Linked DNA regions of Mus musculus: regions 2, 3, 4, 5, 6 and 7 are each linked to region 1. A link is a contact called in public HiChIP or PLAC-seq and promoter capture Hi-C data. All regions are on one chromosome and are shown on one strand. Each heading gives the region's core, a stretch centred on a gene start, on an enhancer-like site or on the middle of the called end of the contact. The rest is flanking DNA. Distances are from core to core; before and after follow the strand shown.

What was found. Promoter capture Hi-C pulls out the DNA fragments that hold promoters and counts their contacts. HiChIP or PLAC-seq counts read pairs in DNA pulled down with a chosen protein or histone mark.
Region 2: a contact with region 1 is called in a promoter capture Hi-C map of liver, with 4 times the contacts expected there. The contact joins the promoter of Rplp0 here to the promoter of Alkbh2 in region 1. A contact is called at or near these places in 3 of 39 promoter capture datasets (cranial neural crest, liver and pre-B cells).
Region 3: a contact with region 1 is called in a promoter capture Hi-C map of pre-B cells, with 7 times the contacts expected there. The contact joins the promoter of Rab35 here to the promoter of Alkbh2 in region 1. A contact is called at or near these places in 3 of 39 promoter capture datasets (liver and pre-B cells), 2 of 484 Hi-C or Micro-C datasets (CD8 T cells and centrocytes), 1 of 115 datasets of contacts at active chromatin or transcription factors (large pre-B cells) and 1 of 9 other capture datasets (liver).
Region 4: an H3K27ac HiChIP or PLAC-seq map of microglia shows a contact between it and region 1, with 5 times the contacts expected there. The contact joins the promoter of Pxn here to the promoter of Alkbh2 in region 1. A contact is called at or near these places in 3 of 39 promoter capture datasets (liver and pre-B cells) and 1 of 115 datasets of contacts at active chromatin or transcription factors (microglia).
Region 5: a contact with region 1 is called in a promoter capture Hi-C map of pre-B cells, with 4 times the contacts expected there. The contact joins the promoter of Cit here to the promoter of Alkbh2 in region 1. A contact is called at or near these places in 4 of 39 promoter capture datasets (cranial neural crest, hematopoietic stem and progenitor cells, liver and 1 more) and 1 of 484 Hi-C or Micro-C datasets (B cells).
Region 6: a promoter capture Hi-C map of liver shows a contact between it and region 1, with 4 times the contacts expected there. The contact joins the promoter of Gatc here to the promoter of Alkbh2 in region 1. A contact is called at or near these places in 3 of 39 promoter capture datasets (liver and pre-B cells), 1 of 115 datasets of contacts at active chromatin or transcription factors (pancreatic cancer cells) and 1 of 9 other capture datasets (liver).
Region 7: a contact with region 1 is called in a promoter capture Hi-C map of pre-B cells. The contact joins the promoter of Tfip11 here to the promoter of Alkbh2 in region 1. A contact is called at or near these places in 2 of 39 promoter capture datasets (liver and pre-B cells) and 1 of 115 datasets of contacts at active chromatin or transcription factors (astrocytes).

What each region holds. Positions count from the first base shown.
Region 1 is chr5:114,126,318-114,130,109 of GRCm38.p6, reverse strand. Alkbh2 (alkB homolog 2, alpha-ketoglutarate-dependent dioxygenase) reads left to right here and starts at 1,892. Exons shown (of 4, transcript NM_001359941.1): 1 at 1,892-2,027; 2 at 2,341-2,584. The coding sequence starts at 2,371.
Region 2 is chr5:115,557,626-115,561,148 of GRCm38.p6, reverse strand. It overlaps Rplp0 (ribosomal protein, large, P0), which reads right to left and starts at 1,682. Exons shown (of 7, transcript NM_007475.5): 1 at 1,610-1,682; 2 at 1,261-1,362; 3 at 145-408; 4 at 1-50. The coding sequence starts at 1,314.
Region 3 is chr5:115,630,415-115,633,770 of GRCm38.p6, reverse strand. Rab35 (RAB35, member RAS oncogene family) reads right to left here and starts at 1,784. Exons shown (of 6, transcript NM_198163.1): 1 at 1,573-1,784. The coding sequence starts at 1,624. 1110006O24Rik (RIKEN cDNA 1110006O24 gene) reads left to right here and starts at 1,955. Exons shown (of 1, transcript NR_027810.1): 1 at 1,955-2,722.
Region 4 is chr5:115,504,340-115,508,067 of GRCm38.p6, reverse strand. Pxn (paxillin) reads right to left here and starts at 1,392. Exons shown (of 12, transcript NM_133915.3): 1 at 1,200-1,392. The coding sequence starts at 1,212.
Region 5 is chr5:115,843,693-115,847,624 of GRCm38.p6, reverse strand. Cit (citron) reads right to left here and starts at 1,969. Exons shown (of 47, transcript NM_007708.3): 1 at 1,159-1,969. The coding sequence starts at 1,254.
Region 6 is chr5:115,339,112-115,342,475 of GRCm38.p6, reverse strand. It overlaps Gatc (glutamyl-tRNA(Gln) amidotransferase, subunit C), which reads left to right and starts at 1,315. Exons shown (of 3, transcript NM_029645.3): 1 at 1,315-1,634. The coding sequence starts at 1,327. It overlaps Triap1 (TP53 regulated inhibitor of apoptosis 1), which reads right to left and starts at 1,245. Exons shown (of 2, transcript NM_026933.3): 1 at 1,059-1,245. The coding sequence starts at 1,205.
Region 7 is chr5:112,324,432-112,327,880 of GRCm38.p6, reverse strand. It overlaps Tfip11 (tuftelin interacting protein 11), which reads right to left and starts at 1,512. Exons shown (of 14, transcript NM_018783.4): 1 at 1,408-1,512; 2 at 211-396.

The sequences.
Region 1 (3,792 bases), core at 643-3,142:
TTGTACTTTTTACCTCCCACACTCACGTCAGACATACATTCAGTTGTGCAGCTTTCAGTTATATCCTTCCCTCTAATATAACAATCCCAGCTACTCTTTTCTACTGAGTGATCTTTTGCAGGTGTAATTTATTTATTTATTTTTTTTATTTTTTTTTTTTTTTTGGTTTTTCAAGACAGAGTTTCTCTGTATAGCCCTGGCTGTCCTGGAACTCTCTGTAGACCCGGCTGGCCTTGGATTCAGAAATCCGCCTGCCTCTGCCTCCCAAGTGCTGGGATTAAAGGCGTGTGCCACTGCAAGTGTAATTTAAACCTCGACCGACCGCTGCCCTGGAAAAACCCTCCTATGCCGCCGTGTGTCACAGAGTGGTGACACACCCTGTGAGCCCAGCATCTGGGAGGTGGAGGCAAGAGGATCAGGAGCACAAGGCTTGGCTACACAAGCTGTTAGGGGCTAGTCTGGGCTACAGCCTCCCAATCTGAACTGACTAGACTCCCAATTTAGCAGTTCTCCAGGCGGTTTGCCTTTCCGCAGCGTCCCGCTAAAATCTTCGCATGCTATGTTATTTTGTCCCTTACCTGGAAAGCTTCAATGCTGGCTTAGGATTCTTCCCTGTAAGATCCTCTTCCCCATCCCCCCCTACTCCCTAGCCTGTCACCCTGCTCACAACTTCCATATTGTACAAAGAAATCTTGTTTATCACATTGCCCCTTTTTTGTTTTCATCTCCAAAATACAACGTGGATAAGACAGGACCTGCTGTGCCCTGCTGGTGTGTGACAGCAGAGAGCACCGTGTGCTCCCATAGGCAGCACTTTAGAGAGATATAACACGTTCCCTCTGGTCGAGGACCAGGGCGTTTTCTCAATGAAGTAAACTCAGCATTCACAGAAAAGTTTGAGCTTGAATATTTATGGTGATTTTTTTTTCTTCTGTGCCACCAGGAGCAAGAAATGACTGTCACAGGTCTTTCCATACCAGCAATGGAAGGAGAAAAACGGTACAAATGTCCTCTATGTTTATACATAGTATATAAATAAAATGGCTGTACTTGAAGCTAAAGATTAAAAAACACAGCTGGGCAGTGGTGGCGCACGCCTTTAATCCCAGCACTTGGGAGACAGAGGCAGATGGATTCCTGAGTCTGAGGCCAGCCTGGTCTACAAAGTGAGTTCCAGGACAGCTGGGACTACACAGAGAAACCCTGTCTCGAAACAAACCACACACACACACACATACAAAGAAAAGAAAAACAAACAAAAACAACCCCCCCAAAAGATTAAAAAACACGGGGGCAGGGGCAGGAGAGATGGCTCAGCGGTTAAGAGCACTGACTGCTCTTCCAGAGGCCCTGAGTTCAATTCTCAGCAACCACGTGGTGGCTCACAACCATCTGTAATGGAATCTTATGCTCTCTTCTGGTGTGTCTGAAGAGAGCAATAGTGTACTCATATAAATAAAATAAAATAAAGATTTTAAAACACGGTTATATCTAAAAGCAGTGTGCTTACAGAAATAAGTCAAACGCAAAAGGCTATACAGCCTCTAATCCATCACATTTATGTGGAATCGTGAAGAAGAGCAAGCAAGGAATAGCTGACAAATTATGTCGGAACCTAAGGGAGGAAGGATTCTATGGGATGGTATAACTGTTCTCCATGTCGACTGTAGTGGTCAGACAATGCTGTGTCTTTGTCAGGAGTGCAGATTCATACACTGCCCTCAAGCCCCCCAGACAGTATGCTGTAGCACACTAGGCTCGTAGACCCCAGAACTGGTCCACAGGCCTAACCTTGCTGAGCCATCAGGTGAAGGCAGCATCCTGCGGTGCGCAGGGAGACCGGCAGGGGGCGCTGTGCCCGGAAGTCCCGCGTAGGCGGGAGGGGCGGGGTGAGGGTTCCTGGGGCTGCGTGTGTCTGTGCAGAGACCTGACCCACCGCTCCGGGCTCTCCGGTGGAGCCCGGTTGCTCGCCCGTGCCAGCCCCTACCCCGCGGGGCCGCAGGGCAGAGGCAACCCTGCTTTTCTGGGTAACTGGGCGAGCCTCATGCCTCTCTGCGCTTGCGTCTTCCCATGTGTAGCCTTTTGGGTTTGGGCAGCCGTTTGCAGCCAAAGCTCTCGAATTCCGAAGAGGACGGACGGGTCTTTAAAAGTACTCCATTCCAGGGCGGGCCTGGGGATGCGTGCCCGGGATTCCTACCGATGGGCGCCTGGGGCGTGAGGACAGCGTGGTTCGGGTCAGCTTGTGCTAGGAAGACTTAAGCTACAGGGCAGGCTCCCCGCCTGGATGATGCCCGCCAGGCACCTCCTAGGAGGTTTAATGCGCTCTTGTTTCCTTTGTAGGACGCGTCTGAGCTGTGAGTGGGCGGCGGGATGGACAAGTTCCTGGTGAGGCCAGACCTCCGCGACCTCCAAGGGGGAGGGGAGGAGCCCGCCCCGACGGGAGGAGCCTCGGGCGACCTGAAGAGCCCGGACTGGCGACACCTTCGCGCGGAAGGTCTGAGCTGTGATTACACCGTCCTATTCGGCAAAGCCGAGGCAGACAAGATTTTCCGAGAGTTGGAGCAAGAAGTGGAGTATTTTACTGGTAGGCGGAGGTCTTACGTGCGTTAGGCTTGTGCGAGGACAGGATGCGCCTTCCCTGGGAGAAGCGTGAACTTCCGGCTGTGACGGATTAGGTCACGGTCTGGGCAGCTCTGGTTAGGTTAGGTTATGGTTTGGCATACGAACTGTCCACGAGGTCTAGAACGAAATTATTTGGCAACTGATTGGAATTACCTGGGAAGTTAAAAAACTAAATAACAAAAAAAGCAAAACAAACCCCCAAACCGAACCATTCTGGGATCTTCGTGATACTGATTCAAAATAGCTGGAGGCGAAGGTTAGGCCTCAGTGGTTTTTGTTTTTTCGAGACAGGGTTTCTCTGTGTTGCCCTGGCTGCCTTGAAACTCACTCTGTAGACCAGGCTGACCTCAAATTCAGAAATCCTCCTGCCTCTGCCTCCCAAGTGCTGGGATTAAAGGCGTGCGCCACCACTGCCTGTCGACACCCTGTTTTGTTTTGTTAAAGACCATAATTAAATAAATGTATGAGATGAGTCAGCAGTTAAGACTAGTTGCTGTCCCAGAGGACCCAAGTTTGGGTCTGAGCACCCACATGGCAGCCCACAATCCTCTGTAACTCCAGTTCCAGCTACTGTGGTGCCCTTGTCCAGCCTTCGAGGGCACAGACATCACAAGCAAGCAAAATAAAATATTTAAATACATAAAATAAAACAAAATTTTAAAAAGGAAGGGGAGAATGATGGCCTCAGGGGCCTTCTCTTAGAAGGATTTGGTTCTGGACCAGGGACAAAGGGAGTGTGTATTTTGTATATCAAAGCAGACCAGGCCTCCAGGTTCTTCCAGCATCCCCCTCCTCCCCCCACACACAAGTCCTTTCCTGACATACCCTGCCCCCAACCCTGTTTCCAGCCCAGGGGTTGAGCAGCCCTTCCCCCAGAGGCTCTTCCCTATATGATCCAGACATTGTGGTCTCTCCTCTTTCTCTTCTCTCTGTACACTCGAGCTCTTTTTCTATTTCTATTTCTCTTCCTCCTCCCCTATGGTGAATTCCCTGGCCAGTGAACTGGCCCCAAGAAACTGCATTTAGTATTATCTAATCTGTCTTGGCCCATTTCACCCGTGGCAGAGAAATAACTTATCACAAGTCACCCATGTTTTGTTTTCAGCAATTTCATGCATGTGTATGATGCATTTTGGCTGTTTTCACACACCCCCGATTCATCACCCTGAC
Region 2 (3,523 bases), core at 433-2,932, 1.4 Mb before region 1:
ACAGTGACCTCACACGGGGCGATGGCACCAGCCCGAGCAGCAGCTGGCACCTAAACAGAACAGAGGTAGTCGACGGTGAAATGCCTCTCCATCGGTGAAAGCCCCGAAATGGCCAAATCCTCATTCATCGTCCCAGCCCCTTACCTTATTGGCCAACAGCATATCCCGAATCTCAGTGAGGTCCTCCTTGGTGAACACGAAGCCCACGTTCCCCCGGATGTGAGGCAGCAGTTTCTCCAGAGCTGGGTTGTTCTCCAGGTGGCCCCTGATAGCCTTGCGCATCATGGTGTTCTTGCCCATCAGCACCACGGCCTTCCCTCGGAGCGACATGCGGATCTGCTGCATCTGCTTGGAGCCCACGTTGTCTGCTCCCACAATGAAGCATTTTGGATAATCATCCAAAAGTTGCTATGAAGGAAGCCAGGAAAAACTACATTGAGAGGAAAACAAACAAAAAATACCCAGCAAAACCCGAAACCCTGCTACCTCTACCTCCCCATTGCTTCACCCTAGGTGTGACACTTCTCGCTAGGAGCCAGCCACCCGAGCCCAACGTCTGTCTTTATCTGATCCAGCTTCCTTGCTGGTTACGAGTATCACAAAATTACTGTCACAGCCAAAAATTAACTTTTAGCTGGGTGTGGTGCCACACCTGTAAAGACAGGTAAGGCTTAATTGCTAATCCGAGGCCAGCCAGAGCTATAGGGGGAAGACTTGCCTCAAGTAAATCTTAAGCTTTACTTTTTAAATAAGGCGTGCCTGGGTGACCAAAGTGACTCTGATCAGGGAAGAGACAGACTTAAAAAGCACAGAAAACAAATTATAGAGAGGTCGGGGGATCTTAGGTTGTGAAATATAAAAGGTACTACCAGACCCAAAAATCTTTGTCTCTGTCTCGGAAAAAAAAAAGAAAAGTTAACTAAAACAGACTGGTACCTACAAAGTCTGGTAGCTCTGGTTCAAAGCCACCTCAAAGGCCTTTTGTAATTAAGTCACTCAACAGCAGCCTGACTGGCAGGTCTCAGATGGGCAACAAGATGAATCACTCCAGTCTCAGCCCTTTGCACAAACGCGAAGGGCTCGACGAGATGAAAAACTGGGTGAGCGAGCTAGTTCTGGAACGCGGGGGGGGGGGGGGGAGATCCCAAGACTACAGAACTTCCCCAGGATGCCCAAACTCTGTTAAAGCGCGTGGCCAACGACCGCCCCGGGAAGACCCGGAGGCGGAAGCCGCGCGTCCCCGGCCCGCTCCACACTTACGATGATCTTGAGGAAGTAGTTGGACTTCCAGGTCGCCCTGTCTTCCCTGGGCATCACGGCGGTGCGTCAGGGATTGCCACGCGGGGTTTAAAGACGATGTCACTGGGGAGAGAGAGGGGGCAGCTTGAGCCCGGTAACCCCAACACCGGCCCCGATCCCAGGCCTAGGCCAAGCCGGCCACGCCAGAGCTGGGCCCCGGGCTGCGGCCGCCAGCAGCGCGGGCGATCCGACAAGCCAGGCGGTAGACCGGACGGGCAGAGCCCGGCCGCGATCCTTCCCGAGCCCATCGCTCCCACCCGCAACGTCCCCGCGCTCTTGCCGCCCTCCCACAACAAAACAACCCCCCAACCTCCAACGAGGACGCCTGGCGAGAGACGGGCCGCATGCCCGCGTGTGCCTTTTATAGGAGAACCAGGCGGTCCTCGAAACCCGAAGACGACGTCGTCCATGCCTATTGGCTGGTTCCATCGACTGTCCTGCCTCACTCAATAAACATGCGCGTCTATTGGCTGAGACCGCTGCCACTCCAGCAAGTCGGGAAAGTAAAGACAGCACCCGGCCGCAGGAGGCGCGCTTTCAGACCTGCTGCCCTCTGCTGGGTCGGAGCCGCCCTGCAGCGTCACCGAGTCAGTACAGCAAAACAACTTTCTGCGAAACCCTAGCTGATGCTCTAGTCTCCTCTTGTTCTTCCATTCTTTTTTCTTTCTTTTAATTTATTTATTTTTTATTTTTTTAGGTTTTTCTGTATATCCTGGCTGTCCTGGAACTCACTTTGTAGACCAGGCTGGCCTCAAACTCAGAAATCTGCCTGCCTCTGCCTCCCAAGTGCTGGGATTAAAGGCGTGCGCCACCACTGCCCGTTTTGTTCTTCCTTTCAAAACCTACATCTTCACCCGCACAAAGTTAATCAAAGATTGCCGTTTTCTCTGAGTAAACGCCTAAAACGTAGACTATTCTCAAGGTCCCACACGACTGTTTCCACTGTCGCAATCTGTTTTCTTGCTTTCCTACTGATGTGTTTGCCTCTCGCCTGATCCCTTTGCCCTTTTATCCCCTTCAAGAGTATGCCTTTTTTTTTTTTTGGTTTTGGTTTTGGTTTTTCGAGACAGGGTTTCTCTGTATAGCCCTGGATGTCCTGGAACTCACTTTGTAGACCAGGCTGGCCTTGAACTCAGAAATCCGCCTGCCTCTGCCTCCCAAGTGCTGGGATTAAAGGTGTGCGCCACCACCACCGGCTTCACAGCTTTTTGAATGGTGCTGGCCAGCTTCGGTCAGAGAAACTCACCTCCCCCACATCTTGCTGCAAATGCTATCTACTCAAGGAGACCTGCCCTGATTCTTGATTTCAAATTTTAAGGGCGGGGGCAAAACCAAACCTACTCTCCCTTACTCTCCCACCTTCTCCTGCAGCACTTACACCATCTAACTCGCTGTATAATTCACCACATTCTGCTTGTCAGCCTCTCCCTGCAGGAAGGTAAGCTCCACAGGGCAGAGATTTTATTCTGTGCCTGCCAGACAGTGGGCAGATAAGTATTTGTTGAGCAGGCAAAACGCAGGGCATGCGGCCAGATGAGACCCGGATCCATAACTTTGTTCTGCCGCTTGCTGTGTTGTCTTAAAAAGCACTTCCACTTTATTGACCGTTTGCTTTCCCTTCCAGGGATACGGGAGAAAATCGATACATAAAACTAGCTTCTTCACATATATATATATATATATATATATATATATATAATATATATATATATATATAATATATATATATATATATACACATTATATATATACACACACAGTCGTTCAACATTATTTGGATAATTGTTTTACTGAGACAGTCTCACTCCTGCCTTGTTTTTAATTGCTGAGCCATCTTCCCAGACCCATGAATAAATAAATATCCATATATAAATAAGTGTGTATATATGGGGGAAGATATTGAACCTAGGGCCTTGTTCATGCTAAACAAGCAGTCTGTTGTTTTAAAGCTTCCTGGTGCCTTTGAAGATCAGTCCAGTTTGAGAACTGCAGGCATCAGTGGCTGCTGAGGTCGCTCTTTAATGACAAGGATTCCCCATGCTCAGCACTAAGTGCTGGTGCATGTTCCTGAAGCTACCACCGTCACCCCATCCCCACCCCCCAAGTCCTGAGGTGCAATACTTTATCCACAAGAAAGCGCCCAGAGTGTTTAAATCACCTGATGATTTCAGAAGGCTGCAGAAACAGGTTCAAAGGCCACTGTGTGGGCCCCACTGTGCTCCAC
Region 3 (3,356 bases), core at 535-3,034, 1.5 Mb before region 1:
GAAAGGAGAGAGATCACCATAATGTCAACAAACCCTCAAGAGCCCAGAAGAATGCCACTAGCTGGGTCCAAGTTCAAGTCTATCTACACAGCTTGCCTAGTTTTCTTTCATTCAAACCACTACAGGTCAGTCTTCCAGCTTTCCAACTCCGCTCCCAGACACAGCTATTCTTCTACCCCAATCCTTTAGGCCTTAGCATTTCCCGACACCTTCCCCCCCTAACAGCAACCCCCTAAGACTTCAGCCATCTTCCACCAGATCCAAACCACCAACCACATCCCAACCCAGCTTCTCCCGTGAGACCAAAATCCACTTATTTCCATGTCCGTCTATGACAGCGTCAGCCAACAAGCCTATATCCTGAGTCTCAGGGGGGACACGGAGCTCTAGTTCCTTGACAATACACAGGCTCTACCACCAACTTGGCTGTCTCAAGTCACATGACCCTCTCTATCCCACACTCCAGTCTGATCTATAAACTTAGCTGCTCGCCAGCCTCCTTCCTAAAACATCACATATTCCTGGCACCTCAGCTAAGCTCCCCTAAACATCCTGGGCCTGCCTCCCTGAACTCACCATCACCCCACAGGACCTGGTCACCTGCCATACTCCAAACACCTCTAAAATGCTTCATCCTTGGCCAGAAACCAGTGTGACTCTCATTCACTGACCAAATGCATTTAAGCACTGGGTACCAGAAGCTGATCTATGAATCAGAGATGGCGCGGTACTGAAAGGTGTGTGGTGTGTGTGTGTTTGTGTACACAAAGCACTTAAAATATTGAATGAAGCACCCGGGTAAGAGAACAGCAAACACTGTCCACCTACTGTGTGCCAAACACTAGTCCCCTCATTAAGTGTGTGCTCACATCAGCCTTGGCAGGCAAATCTACCACTCCCATTCCACAGATGAGAACTGAACCTTGCTGAGACTTAGTAACAATTCTAAAGGAATGCGCTCATGGCTGTACCTGCCGCACCTCATCCAAGCGCACGGCAACCCGGAGACGGGTCCTGGAAATACCCCCATTTCACGGAGCGCTGAGTCTTCACAGGGCGACTCATGCTGCTAACACTGTGAGTTACTTAGAGGTTACTTTATGCCGGGTCAGGCGCTTTTCCCTACTTTCAGCTCACCGAATCATCCCACCGCTCAGCTTAACAAGTCCCCACTTCTCAGATGCAGGAACTGAGGCTCAAGGGAGGCGAGACAACTCGCCCAAGGTCACAGAGCGGCAAAAGCTTGCCTCCCCGGGACTCGAACCCGGCTCTCTCCAACTCCAGCGATCGCGCGACTTGACCAAGGTCACACGTGAGGCAGGAACGAGCGCCGGGGCCGTGCGTGCATCCCGCGCCCTCGGTGCCCCCCGCCCCGCCGAGGAGCCACCCCGGAGTCCCCTCGCTGCGGCCCCCCCGGGGCCTGCGACCCCGCCGAGCTCCGCGCCTCCCGCCCCGCGCGGGCCGCGCCTCCTCGCTCGCTCGCCCGCCCGCCCCGCTCGCCCGCCCGCCCCGAGGCCCCCGCGGGCCGCGCCCGGCAGGGCCCACACCGCCTCCGGCCCCTGCGGCCCTCACCGCTGTCGCCGATGATGAGCAGCTTGAAGAGGTGGTCGTAGTCCCGGGCCATGGCGGGCGGGGGCGGCGGGCGGGCGGGCGCGCGCGCGCGGGCGGGCAGGCGAGCTGGGCGGGCGGGGTCGGTCCTGGCCTCGCGATCCGCAGCTCCCTCCCGGCTGCTCCGGCAGCGGCGGATCCACTTCCCGAACAAACAGCCGGAACTGACAGAAACACCTCCCTCCGCTCCCCCACCTCCGCCTCCTCCTCCTCCTCCTCAGCAGCCGCCGCCGGTGCCGCCGCCTCCCTCCTTCCCGCCCCGCCCCGCCACTGCGCAGGCGCGGGGGCTGGAACCGCCTCTGCGCAGCCGCAGCCCCGGCCAGCCGCGCCCTCTCCGCGCACGCGCAGTGCGCTACGCTCGCCGGCCGAGGTCCGAGTGAGCTAGCGAGCGAGCGAGCGAGCGAGCGCCGTCGCTGCGGATCCCCGGGAGAACCGAACCGTTTAGCAGGGCCCGACGGAAGAGAGGTGACAACCGGCCGCAGGGCTGAAGCCTGGAGGTCAGCGCTGGGGAGGAAGTCGTCCCCCGAGCACCACGATCCCGGACGCCCGACCCCCTGGCGGAACGGGTAGCGGTTCCGGATTGGGATCCGTGGGGCGTATGCACCCTGCTCGCCAGCGCTTCTGCTCCTTCTGCCTCAGTTTTCCGGACGCAGCGCGGAGCCAGCCCCACGTTTTTTTCCAGTTGGAGCGGAAGCCCACCTGCCCGTCCCCGAGAGCTGTCGCTGCCATCGCCATCCTCCCTGCAGGTCTGCAGGGATTGCCCCATCCCTGTGGTTTTTTACTTTTTCCAGACAAGTTCTCAAGTATCCCAGGGTGGCTTCCTGACTCTCTCGAGTAGCCGAGGATAACCATATACTTCTGATCCCACCTGTACCTCCTGAGTCCTGTTTTAATGTGGTGCTGAGACTCGAACCCATGGCTTCGCAGATGCTAGGCAGACGCTTTTCGAGCTGAGCTCCACCCCCAGCCTCTTTGTCCCTGCTTCTTCTTGCCCTCCAGTGCTTTCCAGCCAAGCACCTGTTGGGGATACTGCCCACTCCTAATCTTTCCCCGTAAGAAGCAGTGCTAGTGTTTAAAACAAAACAACAACAAAATACAGACGCTTACTGAATTCAAAGTTGACATTAGTTTTCCTTTAAAGTTTCTTGGACAGCATGAAACACTTACTAGTCTAATGGATACATGTTTTCCCATACATTTCAGAGTATCTAAGCACCCATGTGCCTCTCGCAGTTCACCGGTATGCCGCCATCAATCATTTAACTGCCTCGTCACCACGTGGTACCCCCATCTGATGGTTGTACTATTCCTTAACAATTCCGCTGCTGGTAGATTTATGCAGTTCATAATTTTCTTGTTATTCAAGGTACTGCAGGTCCTTGAACAGCACACACAGTGTCTGATCTAGGCCTTGCTTGAACTCTTTATTTCCCTGAAGCAAGCCTGGTGATGTCAGATGAACACGAGCCTAGAATCATAAGATACTGGCTGAGGAGAGACGCTGGCTGTGTTGTGTTCTTGATTGAAAACTCCTGGGACTGGCCAGGTTCCTGCTATTCCTTTGATTGGCATTTTTTAAGAAACAGGGAAGGGGCTGAGGAATGGCTCAGCAGTTAAGAACACTGGCTGCTCCTCCGGAGGAACCTGGTTAAATCCTCAGCCCCTCCCACCCCCCATGGCGCCTTACCAGGATCTGTAACTCCAGTCTCAGAACTGATGTCACCCTCCGGCCTTGGCTGACACTTGAG
Region 4 (3,728 bases), core at 143-2,642, 1.4 Mb before region 1:
TCCAGGATGTTACACCAGCTCCCTGATCCCACAAGGAAACTGTAGCCAGTTTTAAAAATGACCAGTCTTAACTTGGTACCCTGTGTTGCCTGAGAGGTCCCTCAGTCTTATCTAGTGAATCTGCTCCTCAGAGCCAGGGACACGGATGGCACCAGCGGTCATACAAGCCACCCACAGTCCAGAGAGTGAAGACAAGGCTCCTACAGAGAAGGGACTTTATCCCACACACACCTCCTCAGCTGAGGGGCCCTCCGGGGAGGGGAAGACAGGGGCTCCTTCACGCTGGGATTCACTGGGCATTCCTAGAAGCCTTGAATCAACCCCCTTGGGTTTAAAATCCACTTCCAGGAGAGTCTTTCCTTTCCTCTGTCCTAACAGCAGACCAAGTGTGGGCTGAAAAGAATGGCCTCTGGGCTCCAATAACACGAGGACAGTTAAAACTCTGTTCTGGGTGTCCTGTCCTCTTTACCTGTGGGGTTTCCAGCAGCTCTGATGCTGGGGGTGGGGGACCTTGCCAGCCAGGACACGTTCAGAGATGGCCGTAGCCTGCGGCCCATTCCCCTTCTCATTCCTCTGGCATGTCACCAGGGTCTGGGAACGGTGGGTGAGAGGCGGGAGTCATAAGCCACCACCCCCCCAAACTTGCCTTTCTAAGTTTAAACTTGATCTTGTAATACAGGGTGACCAGACTTGAAACGGTGTGTGGTGGGGGTTGGGGGGGGGTGTATATGCAGTACCCCCGGGGACACTTGTCATTAGAATGGGGGTGTGGTCCTCACAAGCTTTTCTGTGGGCTGTGATAGGAAATGGGTGGGCTCTCTCGAAAGGGGCTATATCCCTGAAACGGGGTGGGGGGTCTGGGGGCAGTGTGCAAAGTGGAAGGTGGCCTGGAGGGAACAGAGGGGGGTCATAGAAGAAACAGCCTCTGAGACCGAGTCCCATAGGCAGACGCTCTGAGGTGGGGGTGGGGAAGCCAAGTGAGGGTCTCCTGCAAGCCAAGGAGGTCTGCCCCGGGAGCGGGGCGCCTCTCCCAGAGGTGGGTCCCTGAACACCCAGTACGGGATCGAGGTCCTCAGGCGCCGCAGCGAAGAGCGGCCAGCACAGCCCCGGGCCGTAGGCACCGCAGCCCAGCCGGGCGCTAGGGTGGGATCGGCGGCCGCCGGGCCCCGGCCGCTCCGCCCTCCGTCTCCCGCACTCACCGAGGTCGTCCATGGCTGGTCCTCAGACGCCAGTCCCCGGCTCGATGTCGCCCTCGCTGCCCGTCTCCGGGCTGCTCCTCGCCGCCCCGCAACTTTTCCGCGTCCAGCCTCGGCCCGGAACGGAACCCGCTGCCGCGCTGCCTCCTCCTCCACCACCGCCGCCGCCGCCGGCGCGCGCGCCCGCGACAGGATAGCCCCGCCCCCGCGTGCACGCTGGCCACGCCCCGCCTCCGACCCCCCACCCCCCCAGCACGCCCAATCCCGCAGGGGGCGAAAGCTGGGCGTGGTCGTGGCGCCCCCTGGCGGCTGGACAGGCTGGTGGCGTCTATAGGCCATGAACCTCTGCGTTCAGTCTGACCCGACCTTCTGGCAGACTAGTCACTCAAGAGAGTCGGTGGCAGATTTGTCACTCAAGAGAGTCGGATTTGTCCACCTGTCCCTGTAGGTCACCTCCCAGGAGGATTAAATCGGCTTGCCTGGAGCCTTTGGACTGATGGCAGTGCTAGTCATCCCAGAATAATATCCCAGATGTAGTTTTTGTGAAACAGGGTCTCTCTCTCTCTCTCTGTCTCTCTGTCTCTCTCTCTCAGGGTCTCTCTCTCTCTGTCTCTCTCTCTCTCTCTGTCTCTCTCTTTGGTTTTTCTTTTTTTTTTTTTTTAAAGTATTCATTTGAATTAATGTTGAAACAATTCATGGTTTTTTTTTTTAAAGATTTATTTATTTATTACATGTAAGTACACTGTAGCTGTCTTCAGAAGAGGGCGTCATATCTCGTTACAGATGGTTGCGAGCCACCATGTGGTTACTGGGATTTGAACTCTGGACCTTCGGAAGAGCAGTCGGGTGCTCTTACCCACTGAGCCATCTCACCAGCCCTCTCTTTGGTTTTTCGAGACAGGGTTTCTCTGTGTAGCCCTGGCTGTCCTGGAATTCACTCTATAGACCAGGCTGGCCTCAGAAATCCGCCTGCCTCTGCCTCCTGAGTGCTGGGATTAAAGGCATGCACCACCACTGCCCGGAGAAACAGGGTCTCTTTGTACCTCCAGCCAGGCTGGAACCTGAGACCTTTGTCCTGACTGGTAACATCAGCAGTGGCTGCGACCAACTCTGGCCCCAGATCCAGTACTTTAGAGCTTATGAAACCTTTCATTTTACCCCTTTCCCTGCTTCCCCCTTCCTAGAGACTGCCAAAATTCTGCACAAGGTAGATTTACCCCACATTACAGCAAAGCAAAAACTACCAAAACTTCATTCCCGGATCCTGGCAGATTTGCCCAGGGGACTCAGAAACTGGATGATAAAAGCCTGGTGTAGTAGCTCAGGACTATAATCTCAGCTAGTTGGGAGATGCAGGCAGGTCTTCAAATTCAAGATTACACTGGACTAGAGAAAGAGTAAGGACTAAACTGGGCAATTTATAGGAAGACCTGTCTCAAATTTTAAATTTTTTGAAAACTTTTAAAAATAAATACACACACACACACACACACAAACTGAGTGTGGTGGCACAAGACTATAATCCCAGAATTTAGTAGGCAGAGGCAAGTTTATCAGGAGTTCAAAGTTGTCCTTAACACCACACAGTCAGTTCAGTTCAAAGCCAGCCAGGGCTACATAAGACCCTGTCTCAAAACATACATACATACATACATACATACTTCAAGACCAGCCCAACAAGTAACATAGGACTTAAATCCCCACCCTTAGGAAGTGGAAGCAGGAGAATAAGAAATTCAAGGCCATCCTTAGCTAAATATTGATTATGAAACTACCCTGGGCTATATAAGACTCTATCTAAAATCATTGACAAATAAAAATGTAAACTGTTGGCCAGGCATGGTGGCACATACATTTAATTCTAGCACCCAGGAGGTAGAAGCAGGTAGATCTCTGTGAGTTCCAGGACAACCAGAATTACGTAATAGAAAAACCCGTCTCAAAAAACAACACAACAGCCGGGCAGTGGTAGTGCATCCCTTTAATCCCAGCATTTGGGAGGCAGAGGGAGGTGGATTTCTGAGTTCAAGGCCAGCCTGGTCTACAGAGTGAGTTCCCAGACAGGCAGGGCTATACAGAAAAACCCTGTCTTGAAAACCAAAAGAAGAAAAAAAAATGTTTTTTGTCTCAGTGACAAAGCACCTGCTTAAAGTGCCTGAAGCCCTGGATTTAGTCTGCAGTACTCCCATCCCTAATAGTAGAAAGTGTACACTGTGGTGGTTTGAATGAGATTGGCCCCACAGGCTCATATATTTGAACACTCGGTTCCCCAGCCTGTGGATCTGTTTGGGAAGGACTGGGAGGTGTGGTCTTTGCTGGAGGAGGTGTGTCACTAGGAAGCAAGCTTTGAAGTTTCAAAAGCGCCACTCCATTCCCACTCTCTGTCTGCTTCCTTTTCATAGATCAAGACCTAAACTTTTAGTTTACGGCTCCCGCGCCAGGCCCGACTGCCTGCTGCCTGACTCCCCCCACTTGGTGATCATGGGCATTGCCCTTGGGAACAGCAAGCTTCCAATGAACTGCTCTATTAAC
Region 5 (3,932 bases), core at 720-3,219, 1.7 Mb before region 1:
GTTATCGCAATATAAAACCAACTAAGGTCACTCCACATTAAAGAGGGATGGAAGGGAAATGTCCTGGCTGGTTTTCTACAGCTGTGAGGAACATCATGACCAAAAGCAAGCTGGGCGGGGAAGGGTTAATTTCAGTATACAAATTACAGTCCATGGTGAAGGCAAGTCAGAGTAGAACCGAACTAGAAAACTGTCTGGAAATACTTGCATGACATTGGTCCTTACAGAAGACGAAACTGTTAGGCCCGGAATGAGGAATGTAGGCGTGGTGTTTAATCTAAAGAGCAGGAGAGCTGCCAGGTGCGGAAGCTGGCCCAAGCCTTTAGCCCCAGGACTTGGGAGGCAGCCACAGGTGGAGCTCTGTGATTTGAAGGCCAACCTGGTCTACATATTGAGTGCTAGGTCAGCCAGAGCTACGTAATAGAAAAAAACTTGTCTCGAAAAGAAAAAAAGAAAAAGAGAGAGAACAGATATCCCTCGTATGGAATAAGATTATAAATTAGATTATTCTACACTGGGGCTGAAGAGATGGCTCAGGGGACCACAATCTGGATCCCAAGGCCCACACAGGCAGCTCACAAACACCTGTAATACCAGCTCCCACATCCAAAGGATCCAAAGCTAGTTTCTAGCCTCTCTGGGTACCCAGACACAAGACAGATGCAGACAGACAGGCCCGTGTGCGTGCACACACGCGCGCGCGCACACACACAAATACACCCTAGAGACAATTTTGGTTTCTTCCATTGAAAGAAGCAAAAGTTTAAAAGTGTGGAGTATGGGCTGGCGAGATGGCTCAGCGGGTAAGAGCACTGACTGCTCTTCCAGAGGTCCTAAGTTCAAATCCCAGCAACCACCTGTAATGAGATCTGATGCCCTCTTCTGGTGTGTCTTAAATCAGTTACAGTGTACTTACATATAATAATAAATAAATCTTAAAAAAAAAAAGTGTGGAGTATGAGAAATGAGGGGACTCCCCTGGGGCACGTCCAGCCACGTACGTAATCATCAGCACAGTGGCACCTCAGTCCAGCTCAGGCAGGACATGTAAAAGAACAAACAGGATTACCCTAAGAATACCAGTCTCTGTCCATAATACAACCAAAGACGGCTACCACAGCAGACACGGGTGTGCATCGCTGGCTGGCAGCTGCTTACCTGGAAGAAGAGATTTAGCCTGGAGGCCCGACTGGCAATGGGCTCGGAGGCACTGGCCTCCGGCGGGTTCCGCACACCATACTTGAACTTCAACATCTCTCCGCCAACGCCGAAGGAACACTGGGGAAAGTCAAGCGGGTACTGACATTGAAGGCAGGAAGGGCTTGGCAGAGTCGTGTCTCCCTAAAGAGATCAGGATGAGGAGGTGGCGACCAGCCTCCACGGCACATGGGGCACAGACACAGGAAGGCCAAAGGTACTCATACACATAAGGGATGGAAATAAATCATTTCCAAAAGAACTACCAGCCATTGGTGGACTAGCAGACTGCAGCCTAATAAATCTCCACTTTTCCATTCTACCAGCTCTTTTCCCCTAGAAAACCCTGACGAACACAAATATCTGATGTCGCGTAGCTACATAGACCTAACCTGTGAACCAAGCCCAAAGGGTTTGATCAGTGAGCCTTGAGGATTATCCCAGGGAAAGGAAGGTTCACTGCCCCTGGAGGGTACAGAGATCAATGATCCTGAGGAAGATCGGTTGCCTGACTGACCAGATAGGCTAGAGAGGGAGAAAGACACAAGAAGGAGGCGCTGGGTTAGGCACGGAATAGAATACAGAGCCCACTTTCCCACCCAAGGCCTCAGTCCAGCTCATAGAATGAAGACACAGGAACAGAGAGATTAAGTGAGGGAGATAAGATCACACAGAAAATGGGAAGCGCCATGGGCAAGAATGCAGGTAAAGCTTGCAGGGGACAGAGACTGGTCTACAGGGGAATGGGTCCTCTTTAAGGGGCCCTGAGGTCCTCCGGCAGCACACCCAGAGACACTAACAACAACTCCTGCCCCAGACCCCAGGCTTCCCCCAGGACACCCCAAGGACGAACCAGAGACACTGGGTTGAACCCATTGTCCCGCCCCCAGGGCTGCACCCACAGACCCCGGGCTACCCCCAGCACACCCATGCTGCAGCCGCAGCAGACCCTCAGGAGCCCCCTCCCCCCGCTATCCTGAGGCCTTGGGTGGGAAAGTGGGCTCTGTATGAACGGGGTCGACCAGGGAGACCTGGGAAAGGGGACTGCCCCCCGCCCAGAGCCTCTCCAATCCCCCAACAGACACACACACAAACTGGACTCACACTCCGCAGACCCCCGGCTTACATTCGCCCCGCTCCGCTCCGCCCTGAGTCTCCCGCCCCAACGTTTGAAGGAAACGACGTGGGCAGGTCTCGGCCGTGCCTCAACCAATCAGCGCTCGCCATCTACTGATGGACAGCGGGGGTCTCCACCAGGACCCGCCCAGATCTCGGAGGGCTAGAGGAAGTGAAATGGAAAAGCCAATCACATTGTCTCTTCCTTTGACTAGCGACCAATAGAAAGAGGGCAAAGGAATCCAGGCGGGGTTGGGCTGGGAAGTTTGAAATTGGCGGTTGGCAGGATGCTGTGTTTGGAGATGGGGTCCCCTGCGGAGTCTGCGGCGCTGTCCATTTCTGTCCGAGCTCCTGCGGGGAGCTCTGCCCGAACTGCCTGCCTCAGATAAGGATGCTAGGAAACAAACTCCAGCCCTCTGCAGGAATGCACTCAATTGAGCCATCGCCCACGCCTAACGTAGGCGCCGGGGTTACGTGGGGGGGAATCAGGAAGCTGTGCGGTACAGCTGAGGCAGAGGAGTAATCGGAACCCACTCCAGCCTGCCTGCCTTGTACCTTTGGGTTGAGCCGCAGCAAGATCGTGAGGTCTCACCACAAAGATATGTTCAAGTAAATTTAAGCCAGGATCACTAGACCGCCCCCTTCTCTCAATGAGAAAACCCAGTGGCCATCAGTGTGTGGAAAGTGCCCAGCCTCGTTAGCAATGTGGGGGAAGGTGTTTGTGAAGAGGCGGCGCTGTTTACATTCACACAAGGGTAGGGTGTAAACTGACCTGTGAAGGGGCAATCTCGAAAAAGGAGTGTAGTATTTGCTAACACTGAGTGAGGCTCTCTGCACTCTATGACTACTAGGAATAGCTTTTCTAAATTATGTAACCGTGAAACGCATTCTAGAGAGCGAGCTCGAAATAGTGTTGTCTAACGCAATGGCAAAAGCTGGGGCAATGGCTCTGCGACTCTTCCAGGGGATCTTCCCTTGATTCCCAGCACCCACCTCAAACCCCTCACAACTCCCTGTAATTCCGGTTCCAAAGGATCAGATGATCTTTTCTGGCCTCTGCGGGCACCTGCACATAAGTGCACAGTGCACCTACACACACACACAAAAGAGACAAGTGTAAAAAATCAAGACAGCAACGCCAGGAAATAAGGCACCTAGGGTCCGAATGGAGGCTTTTGAAGGGACCATGAGAAAGGCAATGACCTTTTTCTTGACCCGATGATACTATAGCTATTTTGTGGGGGTTGGATGTAGGGGTGAGAGAGGGGCTGATTTTTTTTAGACAAAAAAAAGGAGGGAGGGAAACTGAGTCACACACCAGTAAGTGCAGGGTTAGGATCTGAACTGGGCTCTTTCATTCTTATTTATTTATTTATTTATGGTTTTGAAGACAGACTTTTCTCTGTCCTGGAACTCCACGATCAAGCTGGCCTTTTTAACTCCGAGATCTGGCTGCTTGGCCTCCTGGGTGCTGGGATTTTGGTTATGACACCAAGGCCTGGCTCTGAAGCCCATTTTTTTTTTATAACCACCAAATTGTAGTGACTTCTACTTTTCTCTATCCCAGGCCTTGGCACAGAATAGGTATTTATGAGTATGCTCAGACTAAAAAAAACAGA
Region 6 (3,364 bases), core at 66-2,565, 1.2 Mb before region 1:
CCCACACACCCTGCCTGCCTCTGAATCCTAGGATTAAAAGTGAGTACGGCTTAGTCCTGTTTTAACAAAACAGTGCCACTGTACAGACTGTAATGTAAGTCCTGTGTGGTATGAACACCTGCTCTTGGGAGGTGAGGCCTGAAGGTCAGTTCAGGTGCCTATCTCTATCTTAGTGACAGTGTTCACTCCGAATCGGCTCTGTGACCTTGAGTTACCATCCCTGTCTGAGAACTGACTAAAGGTAGCTTCTGGAATGGAGAGGTAGTTTTAGGTTAAGTTTGAAGTGCTGGTCTGAAATCAAATCTTACTGGCTACAACAGGTAATTGGCGGAGGAAAACAGAGCAATGAAAAGATCGCAACAAAACAGGCGACCTCTGCAATGCCTTACCTTAGGTCTAGAAAACTGTGAACACCATCCACTCCTAATAACAATGAAATGACGCACCACCAAAATAAGCAAGGTCATCAGACTCTAGTTCCTTTGAACCATTCACTTCCTATTTCTGACTGCTAGTTTTTCCATGTGTAAAATATAGATAATAGAAAAAAATAGATAGATAGATAGATAGATAATAGAACGCCTTGTCACCAAGACTAGTGACCTGAACTTTATTCCCAGAACCCATATAAATGTGAAAGGAGTAATCTGACTCCCGGAAGTTGTCTCCACCCTTATTGCAGACGCGAACACATTTTTTTTTTTTTTTCTGGAGACCGGGTTTTTCTGTATATCCCTGGCTGTCCTGGAACTCACTCTGTAGACCAGGCTGGCCCCGAGCTCAGAGATCCGCCTGCCCCTGCCTCCCGTGCGCTAGGACATTAAAGGTGTGCGCCACCTCCGCCCGGCCACGCCAATTTTTTAAAGATACGGATGATAGCTACTTGCACGTTTGGAATGAATCCCAAATAAATGAGCAATAACAACAAAATACTAATGTACTCTGTATAAAGCAAAGTACCGCAAAGGCATCCCGGTGTGTCAAGTGGAGACAGCCTGGCGGTTTCGGGGGATGGCCGAGGAGGGCAGGCTGCTGCGGCGAGGCCGGGCGAGACTCACCTGCACGCACTGCTGGTAGCGTTTGAAGAGGTCGGTGCACGGGTCCCCGGAGCCGTCCCCTTTGAGGAACTTCTCAGCAAACCAGCGGTTGAAGCACTGGTCGTACTCGCGCTTCATGTCAGTGCAAGCCTCCCCGACGCTGTTCATGGCGGTGATGGCAGCTGCGGTGACGGCGACGCATTCTGATGTCGTCACACACCCCCTCACCCCCACCCCGCGCGCGCGCCGCCCTACCGTCTGTCCCTACGGGGGCCGAGAAGCAAAAGAAATGTGGTCACGGGCCGCGAGTGTGCGATTTCGGGCCCCGCTGGACGCGGGCCGAAGCTTTGCTTCCAAAGCGAATCCACAGGGAAAGGTCCAGGCGGCGGGGCTGGGGACCCAGGCTCCACGTCTCGTCCCCCAGGGCAGCGGTCGCGTGTCCCCCGCGGTAATCGAGCATCTGGAGCGACTGGCGCTGGTGAACTTCGGCAGCCGCGAGGCGGTGGACCGGCTAGAGAAAGCCATCGCCTTTGCGGATCAGCTGCACGCCGTGGACACTGACGGTGTGGAGCCCCTAGAGTCGGTACTGGAGGACAGGTAAACTCCCGGCTGCGGTCTCGGACCTTTGAGGCTGTTTCAGGTCCTTTGCATAATTGGAAATTTGTCCAGTCTCCGCGAGGATGGCTTCACTCTTCCCCTAGTTCATTATTGATCCTGTCACTCTCGTTTACAACCCTCTAGTCTTCTCAGTCTCGATGTAAATAGGAACCAAGTCCGAGAATCCCTTACTTCAAAGAGCCCTTTACCCGCCCTCTCGGGGGTGCTGTCCCCTCAGTACCCTCCAGCCTAGACTGGCTTACAAACCAGGTTTATTTCCTTAAAGTGTTTTCACTTGCCTTCCTGAGCATCTGATTAAATATCTGAAGAAGTCAAACACTATTTATATGTATAACCTCAAGTCAGTTCATATGCTAATTACGAGATATCCAAATAACAAGTTATGGCTTTTTTTTTTTTTTTAAGACAGAATCTGGCTAAAATTTCGCGGAATGGCTTTGAACCCAAGGTTATCTTGCTGTGTTACCACCCATTGCATTGGTTTCATGAAGTCACTGAAATGCTTTGCAAAGTTTAAATCTTGTTAGTCTCCTGTCCTTCTCACCTTCGGGTCTTTGATCTGATGCTCAGATCCAGAGAGGTTAACACTATTTGCCTAATATTACCCAGTAATTCACATCAGATACCTGATGTCATTTTCCCACCCAAGATCTTCACGACACGTGCTCGTGGTCTTCAGGTCCTCAGGTCCTCGGCTGTCACAGCCCCTCCCCATCTCTCCAAGCTAACACTGTCAAGTTCTTTCAGCTTCTTGACTTCTCCCTCCCTGTTACTTTTTTCCCCACAATTTTCAGTCCTTGCTTTTTACCAGCTCCTTATCCCACCTACTTCTCCTCTCTTAAGTTGTCGACTGCCATTAATTCTTTTATTCCTTTATACAGTAAAAAATATATGGTTCTACTGGTATTCAAAAGCGCTGCTAATCACAGCATATCTACTTAAATGTTAGTTCTCTGCCTTCCCCCTTCTGTTTATCCAAATAGCATGAATCATGTTTGGATTTTTTTTTCTTTTGTCTAGCACTGAGTAAATACTTGGGAAATGCTCAAATAAACATCTCATTAATTTATTTGGGGGAGAGAATAGAATTAAAGAGCCAGCAGTGGTGGTGGTGGTAGTGGGTTCAGCGGGTAAGGGCAATTGCTACCAATTCTGATGATCTTAGTCTGCTCCTTAAGACCCACATGGTGGAGGCAGAAAATAGACTCTAACAAGTTTTCCTCTGACCTCCCCAGGCACACTATAGTACATACCTCTGCCACATACAAAATTTTAGAATTGTAATTTTTTTCAAGAGTCAGGATTTCCTGTCTTCTAGGAGAAACTAAAGAAATGCAGTTGCTACAAAGGGAGGAGTCAAAAACAAACAAACAAAAAAAAAAGACAAGAAGTATTTTTGTCATGGTGTGGATCAAATTTGAGCTTGTCATTCAGTGGCCTGAATTTCTTACCATAAATTATGTCGTTTTAGGTTAATGAACCCGACAAGTCATTTTAATATGACATTTATAGGACTTCAAAAAAATAGGCCTCATGAATCCCAGCATCTCAGGCCAGACTTGAATGTGCTTTTAATCTTTAAATGTATGTGCCTGCAAGTCTATGCCTATGTGTGCAGGAATCCACAGGTTGGAAGGGGGTGCCTGTGAGAGCTCCCAGAGCAGTTTCAGGAAGTGTGAACTTCCATGTTGGTACAAGGAACGAAACCC
Region 7 (3,449 bases), core at 263-2,762, 1.8 Mb after region 1:
CCTCATGATCCAACTCAGTAAAGCAGCCATTAAACAAAGGGCAAAATGACCAGCTCCGTGACAAGTGAGACAAGTCAGACCCAGCCATCCGAAGGGGGCCTAACGCACAATGCCTTGTCAGAGTCAATCACCATGCACGCGTGGGGCGGGGCCACAGAATGACAGGCACATATGCCACAGAAAGGAAGCAACAGCTCTAAATGTTATTACCTCAGAAACCAGGTTGGTCTTTTTACTTCTCCAGGAAAAGTTGTATCTAGCCAATTTGCAGTTCCAGGGAAACTTCAGAGCATTTTCTGAAATACTATTTCCACGGGACTGAAGGTTTCCTTCCCTGAACGGCTTCTACGGTACTGGAAGGTTGCAGTCTTTCTGAATGCCACTTTGCAGTCACTCCTAGAGGGTAGGGAAAAAACAGTGTTCTACCCAGGTAGCTATTCATCTCTCTCTCTCATAACTGCATTCATTCAGTTCCAGGAGAAGCTTGTAAGGACTGATTAAGATGATACTTTCGAAAAACAAAAGCTCCAACACTTTGGAGGCAGAGAGGCAGATCCATCTCTCTAAGTTCAAAGCCAGCCTGGTCTCAAAACCGACAAAACAACAACGAAAGCTCCGCTCCCAGTAGGTGCTCAAGAAACAGCACCCTTACATCTTTGACTCTAGCAGTAGGGAGGCAGAGACCAGGGGGGTCTGAGTTCAAAGCCAGCCTGGTCTACAAAGCAAATTCCAGGGCAGCCAGGGCTGGCTGCTAAAGAGAAATTCTGTCTTGAAAACAAAAACAAAAAACAAAACAAACAAACAAACAAAAAACAGAAACGGGGGGAAAGGGAGGAAAAAGGAAAAAAAAAAAAAAGCATCTTCTTCCACTCCATGATCGGGTTTCAGGTTCACACTCATTACAAGTCAGGACTGCGAAGTGAATCCTTCAAAATGATTGTGAAAATCATTAACACTTAACACCCCAGCCTGAGTCTAAATCGCGCCTCTATGAACACCTGTGAGTGTGGTTATCACATTCAAAGGTCCCGACCCGACACTGTGTGCATTGCACAGTAACATCCTCACTATGTGACACCAGTGACTGACAGCGTGAAAACGGCTCCGCGGTGACTAACAGCTCCCCCCCCCCCCCGCTGCTCCTCCTCCTCCTCCTCCTCACTATGCACCGGCGAAACTCAACAGGTTCCGACCCCAGCAACCAGCACATGTTGAGTTTCCTCAAAGGAGCAGGAAGCCCTAGGCCCACTCAATTACAGCACCGCCACCTCCCCAGCACAGGGGACAGGAGACGCTCAGCTCAATGTCAGCAGCGGGCCCGGAGCGCAGGGAAACCGTAAAGCCGTCGTCACGGAGCCTCGGAGCCTCAGCCCGCGCTCCCGGGACGCCACCCCGCCGCCTGCTCACCTCGCTCAGCATCCGCGAGAGCCACACAGCCTTCGCCCAGCGTCCCCGAATCTGCGAGGGTCCCGCCAGCCCAAACCCGGATGTGGCCTTTACCGGCGCATCGGAAATACGTCATCGCTCAGAGGCGGAAGTGGCGCGCTGTTGCCCCGGCAGCGACTTCACGCCGGAGGGGGCGTGTCTGCAACCCGGAAGGGCCGGTGATCCCGCCTCGCGCTGCTTCTGGTTCCCATCGGAACTGAGGCTGAGTGGCCGTCTCGTTCCAGGGCGAGCCGTCGCCAGGCACTGGAGTCTTACTTGGCGTTACCAGCGTCACGAGGACACTGAGAGATTAAAATGTCCTCGCGACCCCATGTCGAGTTCTCTCCAGGAAGCAGTTTTATTGTTCTCCTCTTTGCTCTAGTTATTTCTCTGTCGCTGGGAAAGAACGGAGTTGGGGTTTCTTGTTGGTTTGATTTGGTTTTGGTTTTGTGAATTTTCAAGACAGGGTTTCTCATCCTGCCGTGGTGGCGCACGCCTTTAATCCCAGCACTTAGGAGGCAGAGACAGGTGGATTTCTGAGTTCGAGGCCAGCCTGGTCTACATACAAAGTGAGTTCCAGGACAACCAGGGCTACACAGAGAAACCCTGTCTCGAAACCCCCCACCCCCAAAAAAAAGAAAGAAAGAAAGACAGGGTTTCTCTGTGTAGCCCTGACTGTCCTGGAACTCATTGTGTAGACCAGGTTAGCCTCGAACTCGGGAGATCTGCCTGCCTCTGCCTCCTGAGTGCTGGCCTTAAAGGCGTGTGCCAACGCGACCCACAAAGAGCATATGTCATCTTTTTACACATCTTACAAATCTATACATAGTCTGGTGCCATCTCTGGTTCTGAAACTAATTTGTTTTCTCTAATACCCTAAAAGGCTGGGTCCTGGTGGGTTTTGTTGTTGGCTGGACTTATTTTTGTTTTCCCCTGTCAGCTTGATACACACTAGAGATATCTAGGAAAAGGACTCGGTGCTTCCATCGGATGGCCTGTAGGCAAGACTGGTGTCGTTTGCTTGATTCATGATTGATGTGGGACGGCCCAGCCCATTGTGGGTGGGGCCTCCCCCTGTGGTCCTGGGTGCTGTAAGCACAGGGAGCAAGCCAATAAGCAGCGTTCCCTCCGTGGCTTCTACTTCAGTTCTTTTTAAAAATGTCTTTGGACTGTAATCTGTAAAGCAAATAAATCAGTTTCCTTCCCAAATTGCTCTTGGGTATGGTCTTTACAATACAGCAATAAAACCTAACCAAAAAACATGCAGGAGGATTTGTTAGTGAGGCTCTTGGGGAGTCCGTCAGAGCCAATGTGATACTGTGGGATCAGGGTCCCTTCTTGGGGTTTTATGGTCACGTGAATGAAAGCATCTAAGAACTGATACAGAGAGCTGAGGGCGGGCAGTGGGGCCAGGGTTGGGGGTGGGGGCGGGAACGGCAGGCAAGTTGTAACTCATAGCTGCCGGGAGGAGAACGAAGAAGGGAAGAGGCATGGTGGTGTGGGAGAGCCAGTGTGGAGGTCGGCCACGAGCAGGCAGGGGGCCTTCAGCGCATGAGCAAGGGATCCCAGTACAGGAAAGTTGAAAGCATACTTGTGTTGGGAAAGAATATCCCTGCGTGTGAACCAAGTGAAAGTAAACCAGGAAGGCAGTGACCCCAAGTTGGCAGACAAGCACACGCAAGCTGCAAGGGTACTTCCGTTCCGTTCCATTCCATTCTGACACACGTGCTATCGTGCTATCAGGTGACTCATCCCGTTGGTAGGAGCTCAGCGTCATTCTGATGGGATTGGCACATCATAAACCACACCAAGAGGAAGCTTATGACCAGCAAGTATCAAAAAATGCCTGGTATTTGGGGTTTGACATAAACTACAAGAGTGTCCCAAGATGGGGCTGGGAGCACGGACTATGGAATACTGGACCTTGGGCAAGCTAGCCATCTTTGATCAAAACAAAACAAACAAACAAACAAACAAACAAAAACTTCTCACACTTAGGCTGTGACCAGAATCCAAGTGGAAAA